2 separate regions of the Sus scrofa genome follow, and region 2 is linked to region 1. The links are chromatin contacts, called in public HiChIP or PLAC-seq maps. All regions are on one chromosome and are shown on one strand. The core of a region is the stretch at or near the end of the contact, and the rest is flanking DNA. Distances in the headings are between cores, read along the strand shown.

Region 1 (5,350 bases), core at 1,540-4,039:
AGACCCCAAAACTCATTCTTTTCCCTCACACACTAGCAAACTTTGTTTTGTCTTTTATCAAGGGATAGCAAATGCCATTACCTGATTAAACACTCTGTATTTCATGAAAATGGGCCCGAGTCTGCCTTTGCCATCCTATTATTTCAACTTTTTATAATTTTCACCCCTATTCTTATTTTTTTAAAAGAGAGATACCTAGATTTGTATAGTAACCACTGGCAAATTTACACATAATTTTGGTTAACATGATTTTTCACAATGCTTCAGTTATTTTTAGAAGAGAATTAGAAACAAGGAAATAATTTTCACATCATATAAAATAATCTGTTGAATCGAATGCTTTTTATATTTTCAAGTGTTAAGTTTATTGACACTTCATGTTGTTACATTTCTCTATGTTGGGTTATTTGTCAGAGATGATTTTAAAAAAATCCTTAAGTTAATGTGAAGTTTATTAGTACCAGCTTTAGTGGATTGAATGGTGGCTCCAAAGATATTTGGTCCTAACCCCAGGAACCTGTGTGTTACCTTATTTGGAAAAAGAGTCTTTGTAGATGTGATTAGGTTAAGTGTCTTGAAATGAGATTACCCTGGATTATTTGGGTGAATCCTAAAGCCTTTCATAGTGTCTTTATCTAGGAGAGGCAGGAGAATCCTCATGCATGTGTGCGCAAACACACATGTGCACACATACGCGCGCACACACGTGCACACACACATGTGCACACACATGCACAGGAGAAGGCCATGTGAAGATGGAGGCAGGGGTTGGAGTGGTGGGGCCACAGGCAAGGCTGGCCAGCAGCCACCAAAAGTTGAAACAATGAAGGAACAGATTCTCCTTCAGAGCCTCCAGCGGGTATGCAGCCTTGGCTATAACTTGACTTTGGACGCTGGCCTCCAGAACTGGGAACATAAGTATCTGTTGCTTTAAACAACATCCAAGCATAATTTGTTACCACAGCCACAGGAAACGAATATGCAAATGAATAAAATATTTTTGTGAAAAATGCCTAAACATAGAACAGCAATGAAAGGTTGGTGTTAGGATACACTTAAGGGCGAGACGTTCCTACATAGGAAACAGGCATTTCTAGTATGTTTTCTTTAATGGCCTAAGAAGTTTGTATGCTGTTCAATTATGAGAATATGGTTCACACACATATTTTTTAAAAAATTGTTTATTGAAGTAGCGTTGATTTATAATGTTGTGTTAATTTCTGCTGTACAGCAAAGTGATTCAGTTATACACACACACGTATGTATATTTATTTATATTCTTTCTCACATGCTTTTCCACCATGGTTTATCACAGGAAATTGAGTAGAGCTCCCTGTGCTGTATGGCAAGACCTTGTTGTTTATCCATCTTATATGTAATAGTTTGCATCTACTAATCCCAAACTCCCAGTCCTTCCCTCCCCCACCCCCTCTTCCCCTCGGCAACCACAAGTCTGTTCTCTGTATCTGTGATTCTGTCTCTGTTTTTTGTAGATAGGTTCATTAGTTCCCACATATATTTTAATTATTCTCATTCATCGTAGGATCAGATAGCATGGGCATTTTGGCTATTCTTTTCATAATCTATAAACCATTGCATGAAAAAGACAACTGTATACCTTAGCTGTATTTCTTTCTTCCGCTCCTACACCCGTGTTCTCAGGCAAGAGGCTGGTCAGTTTCACATGCGAAAGATGACCTGTCACTATGGATGAACAAATTCACTAGAAGGAAGACAAAGCCATAGAAAAACAGGAGGGGATGGCCAGGTGGTGTTTGAGAAGTGGGCATTTCTGGGGTTCACCCTGGCTGTATGAAAGGGTCCTCACAGGAGCAGGGCAGCAGTTAGCTGAGGGGAGCTGCCTCAGTGAAAAGCCGTGTTCCTTTCCTAGGGATGATTTTGTTTCCATTCTTTAGCTTTACAATTCTTCAAAATTCGTGATCCTATTGATCTTCAGCCAGATTAAAAATAGGAATAATTATATCCTGGTTGCCCTGTGCCTGGTTTATTTGTCTGAGCTGAGTCAAATCACCCTCCCCAGCCGAGGACAGAGGGCGAGAAGCCGCCTGGCGGGCCAGCCTGCATGATGACGCTGGTCCCTGGCCATCGGGTACAGTGTGAGTGTCCTGAAGCAACCCTGGAAGGTGACACCGGCCGAGGAGGGAATCGATGCGGCAGTTCTGGATGTTGTGTCACTCCTCCTTGCCAGCAGCCTCCAGCACTGGGGGTCAGACACTTAAAGGGCGCTGGGAGGAGAGAAATGCCACGTGAAAAAGATGGGCTGTGTGTGTGTTCTCAAGCTTTTGGTATTTTTTAAATCACATCTCTAAGGAAGTAAAATCTTGTGGATCACTGAGGCTAGGATAAGTTAAATTTCTCAGAGCCTTTTAATTTCCAAAGAAAGCCCTCATCCTGAGGAAGCAGCTTACTGAGTCTCCATAATATAGCCGAGGAATTGCCCTGAAATAAAATTACATGTACATACTTGGCTTCAACTGCTGTTAAACACACAAGTAGACAACGGCTAAAGCCATCGTACTAAGTCAAGTGCTAAGGACATTTACAATGTTGCTTGCTTCCTGCATCACATTGTGCTATCAACTTGATGTCCACGTTTCATGGTATAAATTCTGCAGGGGTCAGTGGTCCAGCCACACCTCCAGACTGACCCCATGGTTCCCACTCACCTCACAGGTGCTCTGGTGAATGAATGCACCACATCCACAGCAACTGCTTAGGCCCCACAAGACTGGGTTTGTCCCGGATCCTGGGGTCACCCAGCCTTCATTCAGGCCACAAGCTTTAACCACTCTCTGAGGACTCTAGGTACTCATCGATGCAGTAGAAAGTGATCCCTAAGGCATTCATATTCCTAATTTTCTTTTTTTGGCTGCACCCATGGCATGTGGAAGTTCCCAGGCCAGGGATTAAACCTGAGCCGCAGCAGTGACAAGGCCGGATTCTTAACCACTAGGCCACCAAGGAACTCCATATATTCTTATTTTTAATGTAGTGACTAGGGACTTAATATGCTGATGAGCTATATTCCAGACTTAAACTACAGCCCGTGTTCAACAGGAGAACTAGAGATAATTCCTTTGAAGTAACTGTTTGTCAGATAGTGCTATGGTGTCTCCAGGGCTGACAATGCAATTTTTTGGATTTATTCTTTTATTTTCTCCAAATAAATGTATGGTCCTCATTATCCCTCCCGAGGTATATAGCCTAAAACAGGAGCCCCAGATGGACATTCGTGCCTGCCTAAGGAGAGAATCGTGACGTAAATCACAGCAACGGTGATGTTTACAGAGCACTCATATGTACCAGGTATTGTGCTCACACACTCACAAGTGTCACCTAATTTCCAACAGCCATCCTGGAAGGTAGATAGTTATACTATCTCTATAGACGGGAAAGCCCAGAGATTGAACCCAGATTGGAGCAAGCCCAAAATTGCTTCAAATGGCCAGAATAAGTGAGGTAAAAAGAGACAGTGAGATGGAAAGAGACAGCCAGGGCACTGCTATAGAATGAAATGATTCATTATTTCTGCTCAACAAAACGAATGCTTTTATTCTCTTATCTTCTTGTGGTAATTTACCATCTTAACCATTTTTTTTTTGCGTGTGGGTGTCTTTGTAGGGCTAGACCCGTGGCACATGGAGGTTCCCAGGCTAGGGGTCAAACTGGAGCTACAGATGCTGGCCTACACCACAGCCACAGCAACACGGGATCTGAGCCACATCTGCGACCTACACCACAGCTCATGGCAACGCTGTATGCTTAACCCACTGAGCAAGGCCAGGGATCGAACCTGCGTCCTCATGGATGCTAGTCAGATTCATTTCCACTGAGCCACGGGAACGCTGCCATCTTAAACATTTTTAAGCGTCCAGTTCAGCAGCATTAAGTACAGTCACATTCTTGTGTAAACATCACCATCATCCACCTACAGAACTTTTACACCTTCTTGTCAAACTGTAACTGTCGCTGTAGAATGCTCCTTCCCCATTCCCCCTCCCTCGGCCCCCGGCACCTACCATTTTACTTTCTATCTCTATGAATTTGACTACTTGAGGTCCCTCAAATAAATGGAATCATACAATATTTGTCCTTTTGTGTCTGGCCTCTTTCATTTAGAATCTTCTTCAAGATTCATTTGTATTGCAGCATGTGTTAGAAGTTCCCTTTTAAGGCTGAATAATATTCTATTGTTTGTATATACCATATTGTGCTTATCCATGTTTCCAACTTTTTTGTTCTTAATAAAAAACAACCCCCCCAAACCCTCTAGGAAAATAAATTTAACATTCTAGTAAAAAAAATCTTGGAGAGGGGGTGTGTGTGTGTGTGTGTGTGTGTGTGTGTGTGTGTGTGTGTTTACCTGGCCGTAAAAAAATGTCATGGTCTTGAAATGGTCAGATATCTTTGGAGTCCTTGCTAACTCTCCCAGAGTTAATCTTTTTCAGTTCCTTCTCTTAATACTCATCACACATGGGATTATAGTTGCTTATGTCCATTTAGACCATCAACTTCTCCCGTCCTCACATTAGATATTGGTTTTCTTTGCGCCTGCCTTAGCCTGTGCCATAGAGCACTTGGTCCAAAACAAGCCATCAACCAAACCACCAGAATAAATGAATACCAAAAAACTCAACACTCATTATTTTCAGAAAACCCTAGACCATATAGTAATCATTTATTAAAAGCTTTGCTGAGCACCACACTAAGCACTTTGTACTCATAAGCAGTATTACACCCAAGTTGGATTGTTGCCATTTTAAGATAAGGTCACAAAGGTTAATCGCACAGAGGGCAAGAATTGGTGGGGCCTGGATTCCAGTCTGCTTATGTCCCAATCTGTGCTCTCCACCCCAAAGATATGCTGGTTTTTGTTAGGTTATGCATAGAAGCCTGTGGGTTCAGAGAGGATGAGGAGTCAGATAAGGCCAAATGTGGATTTATCATTCACAAGCATCTTTCAGTTTCTTCTTGCTTGGTTTCCTTCAAAAATAACTGTATTTATAGGAGAAAAAGCAATGTTAACTGCAGAGGGTCTGGTGCTTACTGGTGCTCTAATCTTTGTAATCTAGAGAAAGAAAAGGGAATGAGCAAGAGAAGATGGACTCAATGAATAACGATGGATTCAAGGAAAGTATCCAATTTGCAGGCCAAAACTATTGACCCAAACAATCCAAGGATATTTATTTATTTATTTAGTCTTTTGTATTTTTAGGGTTGCACTCGTGGTAGATGGAGGTTCCCAGGCTAGGGGTCTAATCAGAGCTGTAGCTGCCAGCCTGCACCACAGCCACAGCAACACAGGATCCAAGCTGTGTCTTCGACCTAC
Region 2 (5,350 bases), core at 1,985-4,484, 260 kb before region 1:
TCAAAACATTCATGATAAGGAAGGCCAAGTATGGTGACAAATGGGTTGTAAAGTGGAATTAACGACACCCACCCAAAATACAGCATTTCTGGTCACTTACCTGCACTTTAGATCGCCTTTCCTCATCAGGACTAAAACCGCTGTTGCTGCTCAAGTCCGAATCATCTCGAATGTAGCACAGGGCGGAGTCCAGGGTCTGCCAGGAAAAAAGTCACTTGAAGAACCACCCTGTCAGTTCCCTTCATTTAAACTACCTTTCTAAGTTACTTACCTTTCAGGACTGCCAAAAGATAAGAATACATGTAGATTCCTTACACTTTTAAATGCTTATCAACAAACCTAAGACCCATAAGGACTTCCCCTGCCTTACATCGAACTTGCAGAGGAAGTTGCTGAATGTATGAAAATAAATTCCAGAATGAATGTCATTAAAAAGTAAATTTACAAGTGATTTTCAGATGTCCCAAACATTGATAATTAGCTTATTAATAAAACAGTACTTAGAGAGGGCGGTCCAGTCTACTGTCTTACGGTAGGTCATGTGTGGTTTCTCTTCTACGGTTTCCATTCCCGGCTATTTCTAATTACACAAATTTACTTTTTTAACAGCTCCCCCCACCCCACCAAACCCCCAAATGAAAACAGAACACCTTCTAGAACGCAGACACACAGTATTCCAGTCTCTAAAGATGCTAACTGGTCAGGGTTTCGCCCTGAAGCACTGCTATTAAACAACCCTTCTAACTCTAGCGGGCCTCACTTCGCAGAAAGCAAATCAAACTCTGCCAGAGCCTCTGACATGGTGCCCCTGGGGGCGCGATGACTCCTCTCTGAGCTCAGCCTTTGGGCTGCTCTGATCTGCGACCACTTGACCCTGGCTCCCAGCAGCCTGTTCCTCCTCCCTGTTTACATAAACATGGGAGGGGAAACACTGACGCCAGGTGATGCTGGCGTGGATGTGGCAGGAAATGAGGGCAGGAGGGCACAGAGCAGCTCCAGGCACATGGGCAGGTGATGCTGGAAACAGTACCCACCCTCACACTCCAGAGTCCAGATAATCCCGCAACTTGGCCTCAAGTCCCGATCTTCCGCTCAGATACTGCGCTGCTCGAGGCAGTGAAAGGGTCCGCCCAGAAACAAAGCACCTCTCCAGAAAGAAAAGGGAAGAGTTAATTATTCCTGATAAAGGGCTTTGCTTCCAGTAAGACCATCTCACTGCAGTGAGCTAGGTTAAGGATGAGGCTGCTGGAGGCCTGCAAGGGATCCCTGTTCCAAGCACCCAACGTGACACTCAAGTCACAGGGACGGGATGTGGTGACGATGACGACGTGACGCTAAGGGGGAGGTGAGAACACGCTGCCGAGGGCGTGCCACGCCCCTGTGACCCATGAAAGCCTCCGGGCCCACCCAGCTCGCTGTGAACGCAAGTTACCTCAACAGCATCGCTGATGAGTGGCCCGGTGGCATCGTGGCCCAGTCCACAGCCAGGGGGCTCGCCAGTAGCCGGCTCGTCCTGAGTGGCCCTCCTGGTGGCTTCAGAGGCCTCGTCGCGGGCATCCAGGCTGGAGGCGCGCAGGGCAGCGGCCAGCACGTCCACCTGCGCTGTGGGCAGAACAGACAGTGAGCACGGCCTGCCCGGCAGGCTCCCGCAATGGAGGATGAGCAGGCCCCTTAGGGACACTGCCACCCAGAAGCTGGACAAAACCTCTACTGCGGTAAATCATTAGTTCTCCGAGAGAAAAAGGAAAAAACTAAGACGCTTCCGTGAGATTAACCACGCTCATCCACTACTGCACATTATTCGGCGTTAGTATGGAGAGAGGGGCTAGCTAGTGTTGGAGTCAATCTCAGGGTCAGTGCACTAGCTGCAGTGATGCATGACGAGACCGACAGGCTTACTTACTAAGCTAGTTAGCAGGAGAGCAGCCCCGCAAGCCCTGCCAACAGAAAACAATGGCAGTTACAAGGGTTTCTGTGGCAGTTACAGTCAAACATCACACGTCTCAGTCCGCTCTGTTTTTCTCTAATTCTTTTGGAAAATGAAACTAGCGACTGGTCCCAAACACAGGGATCCCAATGAAGCAACGCCCTGCTTGCAGGACACCAAAACGACAAGTTACCAAGCAGCAGCCTGACGTCTGGCAAATGGTCTTGTCGATGTTGAGTTGCACTTTCTTTATAAAAGTGATTCAAAGCTAAGATAAACCTCCTTCCCCACCCAAATAAAAGAGGAATTCAGCCAAAAACATAGCGTTTGGCATCACGTCAAGGAACAATCCACCTGGATGCTCAGAAATTTATACATTTTAACTTCCAACGTATTCAGTACAAAGATGAGAAAGTGTCCCACACCATTAACAGCAACCAGAGTAACCACTTGATTTAGATGGCCTATGACGTGCCGCAGCCCTGGCACCATTCTAGCCAATGGTACGTGAGGTCCCTGGCAAAAGAGACACGCGAACATACAGGACGGTGACCTACTGCAGAGGCCAAAGTGAAGGTGTCTAATCACCCACATTTACTCACGGAAGGCGCCCTCGTTCTTTGGCGAATTTCAGCTGCAATCTCTACCAACCCCTCCATCGCTTTGCCCCCACACCCCTTGGGAATCCTTTGTTTCCACAGTGAGATCTCAACCGCACGAAAGGAGACCCACTGTCCATCACACGCAGGTGCTCTGTCTACGTACACCCAACAGGTGTGTGTGAGTGTGTATGTGTGTGGTGGGGGTCCTCATTTGACCTGCTCCTGGGAAGCACCTGACAAACCAGAGACTCTCACAGAACATGCCCCATGTGGGTCACTTATCAGAGGGGACCCTGGACTCCAGCCTGTCGATGCTCACCCTTATCTTTAGGTTTGTATGTTCACAGAAGTTGAAGTACATCACATGTGACGTTAGCTTCTTCAAAAAACTGGTACAGGGAATTCCTGTTGTGGCTCGGCAGTAATGAACCGGTCTAGTATCCATAAAGACGCAGGTTTGATCCCTGGCCTTGCTCCATGGGTTAAAAATAAGGTGTTGCTGTGGCACAGACTGGCGGCTGTAACTCTGATTTGACCCCTAGCCTGGAAACTTCCATATGCCATGGGCACAGCTCTCAAAAAAAAAAAAAAAACCACCAAAAACTTGGCACAAAGTTTATAAAACCGGCTCCAGAACAGCCTGATGCCCAGTTCTCCACTGGAGCCAAGAGGGCAGCAGATGCACTGCCAGACCAATGGGAGAGACTGAGCCAGGTCCTTAGCATGCCTGACCTCATGTGCCACGCAGACCAAGACCCGGGAGCAGAGCCCATTCCAGCAGGGATCTGTGCAGACACCTGCCCCAGTAACCCAGACTCGCGTGCAGTGCCGCCTGGAAACCCAGATTTTCCCTCTCTCCCTTAGAGGCTGGAGCAGCTGGTCCAAACCTTCACAACTTCTAACTCTGCCACAAGCAACAGCAATCCCCAATCATTTATTGCTTTCAGTCAACAAATAGAATGACTCTTCTGGCTGCAACTGCCAGAAGAACTAATTCCTGCATTGGGCCCAACAACACCAGGGGTGGGGTTGGGGTTGGGGTGGGGCTGGGCAGCTCCCCCTTCAAGGCCTCTGGGCAGCACCTCCCTGCTTTCCCCCCAAGATCTTACTGTCCAGCTGTCAGGAAAACATCATGCAACATAACTAGTTTAGTCCCTGGTCAGAACTTAGTTTTCAATTTGGGGTTAAAGTACTGCCTTTCAAAAAGGTTGATTTTCTCTGACAGTTTGAAGGAAATGACTGCCTACAAGAGCAGAGTTAGAAAAGAAAGGGTATCCACATTCAAGGCCCCTTTAAAAACTCATCACACTTTTTTTTTTTTTTTTTTTTTTTTTTTTTTAGAGCCGCACTCATGGCATAAGGAGGTTCCTAGGCTAGGGATTGAATCGAAGCTACAGCTGCTGGCCTACGCCACAGCCACAGCAACGTGGGATCTAAGCCTCATCTGCAAAACTACACCAGAGTTCTCAGCAACGCTGGGTCCTTAACTGACTGAGCAAGGCCAGGGATCGAACCCGCAACCTCATGGACTCTAGTCGGGCTTGTTACTGCTGAGCCACAACGGAAACTTCCTCAGCACACCTTCTAAAGTTTGAAAAGTCAGGCACAGTCACCACAAGTGACAGAATGATTGTTAACTATGCCCTCAGACTTTAGTAAAGCCAAAGGCTCAAGCTTCTGGGGCCGTCTGTTTGGCAGCAGGACACCTGCCACAGGCAGTTCACGTACTAAGTGTCTCAGCCTCCTGGCTCTTCCAGGCTGGGTTTTTGTCTGGTTTGTTGTTGGTATATCCTCAGTGCCTAGAAGAGTATCTGGCACATAACAGGTACTTGATAAGTAATGCTGGGCGAATCAATCAATCAGTGGATACGATGTGAAAGCATGAGCATTATGGACAGAAAGAACAACCTGACAAATTTAAATCGTAGCAGGTTTAAGAGCCAAATTAGAAAGAGGATTGATGAAATCATAAGACAGCATTACCAAAATCTCTCAAATGCAGGCTGTAAACTTCTAGAACAATTTTAAGGCAGACAATATCAGCCATCTTCTGAAATCCAAGTCATGTCCTGAAACTCTTATGCCCATGCAGGTCTTTAAAAAAAAGCAAACTATGACAGTTCTCAGCCCAGCACAGTGGGTTAAGGATCCAGCACTGCTGCAGTTGTGACGTAGGTTGAAGCTGTGGCTCAGACTTGATCCCTTGCCTGGGAACTTCCATAGGCTGTGCGTGCAACCAAAAAAGCCAAAAAAAAAAAACAAACTATGCATAATATTTTTAGCTTATTTGTTAAAAAAGAATATAGATTATTCAATATTTATTTCCATAAATATTTATTAAGTGTTCACTATGTGTCAGAGAACTAACTAGCAGCTAAGTACAGCAAGAATCCCTGAATAGGCTTTTAAAAGCCAGCGAGGAACTTATTTTCCAGAAAAATAAGGAGTGTGTGAAAAACAGAAACATGAGCTACCAAGGTCTGATCAACTGAATAAAATTTCAAGTGATAATGACCATAAAATTTAAATAAAAAGCAGGCAGCTGTAAAGACAGTGCTCAGGAGCCGACACCCCGCCTGGGGAAGGTTATGTCTCGATCCTGTCCTGGGGGGCAGGGAAGACAAGGCCAGATTGTGGGCAAGACGCTGAACTGCCAGACAGCAAACTTCAGTGCTTGCCACCCAGCCACTGTCAGAAAGCGCAGAATTCTGGGTTCAAGGGGTAAAAAATCAACTGAGGAACGATCAAGGAAAGTAAAGACAGGAGGTTTTTTAGAGAAAATAATCCACTGCGAGGGACAAAAAGTGGGATCTTCTGCTGC

What was found. HiChIP or PLAC-seq counts read pairs in DNA pulled down with a chosen protein or histone mark.
Region 2: a contact with region 1 is called in an H3K27ac HiChIP or PLAC-seq map of skeletal muscle, with 3 times the contacts expected there. The contact joins two enhancer-like sites. A contact is called at or near these places in 1 of 5 promoter capture datasets (fetal skeletal muscle), 1 of 47 Hi-C or Micro-C datasets (heart right ventricle) and 2 of 2 datasets of contacts at active chromatin or transcription factors (alveolar macrophages and skeletal muscle).

Annotation. Positions count from the first base shown.
Region 1 is chr6:98,258,725-98,264,074 of Sscrofa11.1, reverse strand. No RefSeq gene overlaps it. Among named protein-coding and RNA genes, the nearest start is that of VAPA, 7.1 kb to the right of the region's middle. Within about 2 kb of position 2,789, at least 1 of the 83 cell types and tissues checked has an H3K27ac peak or open chromatin away from gene starts, as enhancers often do. A contact at or near this core is called in skeletal muscle, where this site is marked.
Region 2 is chr6:98,522,510-98,527,859 of Sscrofa11.1, reverse strand. It overlaps PPP4R1 (serine/threonine-protein phosphatase 4 regulatory subunit 1), which reads right to left. Exons shown (of 20, transcript XM_021096060.1): 12 at 1,433-1,602; 13 at 101-196. Among named protein-coding and RNA genes, the nearest start is that of PPP4R1, 62 kb to the right of the region's middle. Within about 2 kb of position 3,234, at least 5 of the 83 cell types and tissues checked have an H3K27ac peak or open chromatin away from gene starts, as enhancers often do. A contact at or near this core is called in skeletal muscle, where this site is marked.